2 separate regions of the Zea mays genome follow, and region 1 is linked to region 2. Evidence: chromatin contacts called from public Hi-C data. All regions are on one chromosome and are shown on one strand. Each heading gives the region's core, a stretch centred on a gene start, on an enhancer-like site or on the middle of the called end of the contact. The rest is flanking DNA. Distances are from core to core; before and after follow the strand shown. Region 1 holds the start of LOC100279381. Region 2 holds the start of LOC100284313 (mov34/MPN/PAD-1 family protein).

Region 1 (2,700 bases), core at 141-2,640, 640 kb after region 2:
AATAATCTAATAACTTGGTATGATTGTTTACGTTCTTTTCATGTCTCATATGTCTTTATTTATATCTTTACCCACTAAAATGATGAAGGTATGCCCTTCTTGATCTTCGTCTGAAGAACATTATATCACAGGCGAAATAATGCTTCGAAGAACGAAGGTCTCTAATCGTTAACAATTGTGTTGCTTTGTTCTTGGTGTATCACATCCGGGAACAAGGACCAACAGAAGCTCTTGTAATACTTAATAATATGCTGAAAACAAATGGTTAGCCGTGTTTTTGAGGATCTTCGGCAGACGAAGGCCCCAACAGTAGAGACGGTATGATGGATTCTGCAAAAGTGGATTATGGGTGGGCGTATCGAACGCGTGAAGAACACCGAGGTGTCATGGTAGTGTTGAAGTCCAGTTGACGTGTAATCGTAGAGCTGTGCACGATGCATAGATTAATGAAGATTGAGGTTTGTATTTGTGTTTTTGGGCACCTCAATGTTGCCTCCTTGCTAAAAATGCTAACTGCGCCTATGATTTGGCAATCTGTCTTTGTCTATGAATTGTGGAGTGAGCATATTAGTAAATCTCTCTGGATGAGGTGAGGGTGGTGCGACAACGGTGACGATATGGCATGTGAAAACCCAGATAAACTGCAGGACGCAAAGGCGGTATAGTTACGGTGGAGGATAGTCGCGGCTAAGGGTGATAATGGGTATTAAATTTTACATTATAAAATTTAAAGATCGAAACAAATTAGGATCGAACTCTATTTCTGTCCTAACAAATTATAAAGAAACATTTCGATCATGGTGAGTGGAGTGCAGGGACTCCTGGCGATGCGGCGCAACGGGACTAGCAGAAGAGTGTGGTGCGATTGGACGTCGCGGCCCACCAACCGGAGCGATCGCATGCCTGCAAAGACAGCGCGCGAACGGAAGCATTGTCGGGAAAAAAAAAGGTCAGCAGCGCTGGGCTGCTGACTTCTGGATGGGGATAACTAAACCAATCATGCATCATGGATGGACGGATGGTGATTCTGTTCAATCGGCTGCTGGTGCTGGATCTGATCATATATTCACATCCTCTCCCAACGGAAGGATCGGATCAATCATCACATGTAGGCCGCGTAACCCAGAGCACCACTGCAGCCTGCAGGCGAACGGAAACACCTTTCCCATACAAATAAGCAACCCGCGCTAAGAAAGAATATGAAACGCGCAAAGTCCCGCAAGCGGTCCCAATGAAAGCGACCTGCGGCCGCCTCCTCCTGCTGCCGATTCCGTGCTACCACCAACTGCCCGCTGCGCTGCTGCATTGCCAGTCCATCTCCAGCACCAGCAGGCCAGCAGGGTCCGTTTGGTCAGCATCAGCGGCGCAGCCTTCGGTCGTGTTGGCGGTTGGCCTGTTGCATTGCATTCCCTTACGCCGCAAGCCATAGAAATGAGACGCGGTTTGGTTCCTTCCGCCAGACCGCCACGCAGCACGCCATGTTTAAAATGACGCGAGTCCACGCCAGCCGACGCGGTCATGGTCTACGACGACTCTTCTACTCTGCGTTCGCGTGCTAACGCCGTCCACGACTCTCTATGCGCGTCCCTGTGCTTCTGCTTCCTGGGTTCTTCCGGGCGGTTCTGAGTACTGCTGATCCTTTAAGGCTCGAACACCACGCCCCCCGCCGGCCCCCACTCAAAATCCGACTGTGAGTTGAGACTTAGAGATGATCCACCACCACCGGGCGAGCTTGCTGGTGCACCAGCACAGAAAGGGCGAGGCGGCGGCAGAGGATGCGCTGCCGGCTGAAGAGTCAGGCGGCGGCAGGATGAAGGAGCTCCGGGGCCGCTTGGCAGACTACGCCTGTCAACACCGAAAGCACGGGCACGATGCGCTGCTCCGTATGCTTGCCGGCTTCGCGCTCGTATCCTGCCTCCTGCTGCTGCTTCCTGGCAGCCCCGTCTCCGCCACCATGGACGAGCTGCTGCAGCTAGGGAGGAGGGCGCGGCACGACGACGGCGCACCGGCACCGCCGTGCGCCGACGTGGCCAACGACACCGTCTGCTGCGACCGCACCGCGCTCCGCACCGACGTCTGCGTCATGCGCGGGCACGTCCGCACCCAGGCCGCCTCCAACTCGCTCTTCCTGCTCCTGCCTCCCAACTCGTCTCGACCGGCCACCGACGAGCACATCCGCCCATACACGCGCAAGTGGGAGTCCAGCATCATGAGCACCATCGACGAGCTCCGCCTCCGCTCCGCGCCAGAGGGAGCGCCCAGCCGCTGCGACGTCCGCCACGACGTCCCCGCCGTCGTCTTCTCCACCGGCGGCTACACGGGCAACGTGTACCACGAGTTCAACGACGGCATCATCCCGCTCTACATCACCGCGCGCCACTATAACAAGAAGGTGGTCTTCGTCATGCTCGAGTACCACGACTGGTGGATGACCAAGTACGGCCACATCGTTGAGCAGCTCTCCGACTACCCGCCCATCGATTTCACCAACGACCGCCGCACGCACTGCTTCCCCGAGGCCGTGGTTGGGCTTCGCATCCACGACGAGCTTGCTATCGACGCCGCGCGGATGCCAGCCAACCAGACGATCCAGGATTTCCGTCTGATGCTCGATGACGCTCACCGTGGTCGCATCCAGACGATCATCGAGGAGAAGAAGGAAGCTGCTGCTGCGAGGAGACAGGAACATCGCGGAAGCAA
Region 2 (2,700 bases), core at 122-2,621:
TTACGGTTTCATAGCATGTCTATAAGGTTGAACATTCTGCGACATAGCTGCTTGATGCTTTGAACCAGGTAATGGTTTCTGCAGTAGTCTAGTAGGGCTTCCAGACAAGGACTGTAAAAGAAGGGAAACATTAGCAAGATTCCTTGAACAAGCAAGTAACAGTTTAGAGCACATTGTCCCTTCCTTTGATACTGGATTGGAACATTAAGGAGGGAAAATGTAGGACAATGACGTGCATACCTTCGACACATATGGGCCTGGGGTATGGTGCTCCAACTCACTACTTGCAGCATAGGTTCCATATACACCATTAGGTTCATCTGCACCCCTGCTATTACCGGTGGCAATTTGTTGCTGCACAACTGGCTTAAGGGACTCTAGCTCATTGACAATACCAAGAATTTTCTACAACAAAACAGAAAACAGTTTTAATCACTCAGCAAAAAGAACTTCTGGAAACTATGCTTGGGTTCAACAACGCACTGTGATCCTTAAGTATTTGTATTCTGCATTGTAGACACGATAGCTTGCATGTTCCAAGAAAAAACAGAAAGTATTGCATTGTTCACTTTTTCCAGCATAACAATTTCCTGTCTACAGTAAGAACACTAGAAAAAAAAAGAGATGATCTAAGCTCAGCAAGGCAATACCTCAGAGTTGTGTGGGCCTTTCTTCAGGAATTCCTTTTCTCTAGCCTTAAATGCATTATAATCGCGATGTTTGGGTATGGTCTCAAGCAACAAGCTGTCAATAAGCAGAGATAAAATTAACATCCAAACTGATAATATTAAGAAATTGACAAGATTCCAGTATACACCTCACCTCGAGTATCTCAGGAGGAGGATGTAGAGGTCCAGAACATTCTTCTCTTCTCGATACACATTAGCCTGCGGGCACCACATAAAAAGACCAGAATTAACAAATATACCAGCTAACTACCCGTACTTAGGGCATCGCAGCGAAATAAGTCCAATAGTTAACGAAACGCGCGCTCGAATCCAGAGCTACTACCACTATTAGACGCAAAGCTAATAGCTCCAGCAAAAGAAGGCCATGGGATCGATCAAAGGGCACCTGGCGGAGGAGGTTGTCAGCGATGCGGAAATAGTAGTGGATGCTTATGCGGTGGTCCACGGCGATAGGCCGCGCCATGGACTCGATGCATACGTCTCTCCTAGTGCCGTGAGATAGTTCCGAAGCCATCTCAGGTGGGGTGGGACTGACTCCGCGGCAGGCCAGGCGATGGATCTCCGCTTCAACCCGCTACGGCAGCGCAAAAGTCGACGGGCGATCACGGACACGGAAGCGGGGTAGGACGGGCGTGCTTGAAGGAAAACGTGGGAAGGAGAAGGGGAATGTCGCGTTGATGTGCTTAGAAAATTGGAATTCTATCAAACTAAGGATTCGCTCCAATGATATTATGAGAACACGCTTCGTTATTACGTCATTCTAAAACATTGACTTATAGATAAAATATCATTTAGGGGGTTATTTGACAAATGTATCAACTGATTGAACTGTTTTACCCCTAAACTAAACTGCAGTCGCTCGTTCTCTGTCTCCCGTCGCTCAAAACACTTCATTCTCTCTGTTCTCCTCTCGCTCGTTCTCTTGGTTCTGGACCGCGCCTGGGCTCCAGCACGCCGCACGCGGCGAGCTCCAGCGTAAGCTCTGAATTTTTTTCTATGTATCCTAGCGTCAGGTTCCAAGCTGATGACCACAGCTCAAACATCCTGACCACAGCTTAATAACAGAAGATATGCACACTAACAACTTCTGAATTTTTGTTTTAAATAGCAGCACACTAATAGTTCATGATCTTGAATATAACAGCACACATTTGTTTCATTCCAAAGTACCTAGCACAACAAAGAGAACCACAAAGAGAACGACAAAAATCCTTGAATGGTCCATCTCCCAGCAACACCTTATTAGGAGAACTAAAATATTGGATAACACATAAAACAACTACTTATTAGACTTTCTTCAGCTTCCTTGGTGTGAGCTTCTTCACTAGCATCTTCTTAGGAGTTGTATTCTTGACAGGTGACTGGACATCTCCCAGCAACATAGCAAGCTTGCTGAAAAAATGAAGAACAATATAATTTAATGACACAACTAGTTGCGACTTGATACAACATAATTGTAATTACCTCCTAGTGACTCTGATTGGGCTGTCTTGTAAAATAGACTCTCTTGTTGGTGTAACCGGAAGAAAAACTTCCAGTTGGACATCAGCTTCACTTTGGACAACACCATGATCTTGAACAATTTCAAGTTCGACATTAGCTTCACCTTAGACAGCACCTTGACCTTGGACACTTTGTTGAAGTCGAGTTTTGGGGATTTTGGCATTATCCCCATACTTTGTTCTATTCATGCGAGGCTTTCTCTTCCTACAAGTTGGACAGCACAGTTAGATACAAATATAACAGTGCACATGTTCAAATTAGACATTTCATCACTTACCTTTTCTTTGTTCCGTTCAATGGGCACTTGTAGCTAGTTTCACTGTGACCTAATTCTCCACATCTTTTGCACTTTATTTTGCCTCTAATCATCTTTCTTTTCCCCTTCTCAGATTGGTTTGAACCCTCCATGTCAGCTTCTAGTACTGCATTCTTGTCAGCTTCCTTGCCTTTCTCTGTAGCTACTTTTTTCCCTTTGCTATTCCCACCTTCCAAACAACTCTTAATTCTT

Evidence for each region. Hi-C and Micro-C count contacts between places; a contact is called where the count stands out from the background.
Region 1: a contact with region 2 is called in a Hi-C map of endosperm, with 4 times the contacts expected there. The contact joins the promoter of LOC100279381 here to the promoter of LOC100284313 in region 2. A contact is called at or near these places in 2 of 25 Hi-C or Micro-C datasets (ear and endosperm).

What each region holds. Positions count from the first base shown.
Region 1 is chr8:56,884,334-56,887,033 of Zm-B73-REFERENCE-NAM-5.0, forward strand. It overlaps LOC100279381, which reads left to right and starts at 1,391. Exons shown (of 1, transcript NM_001152395.2): 1 at 1,391-2,700. The coding sequence starts at 1,709.
Region 2 is chr8:56,240,544-56,243,243 of Zm-B73-REFERENCE-NAM-5.0, forward strand. It overlaps LOC100284313 (mov34/MPN/PAD-1 family protein), which reads right to left and starts at 1,372. Exons shown (of 14, transcript NM_001157208.2): 1 at 1,075-1,372; 2 at 823-887; 3 at 651-744; 4 at 241-405; 5 at 5-111. The coding sequence starts at 1,203.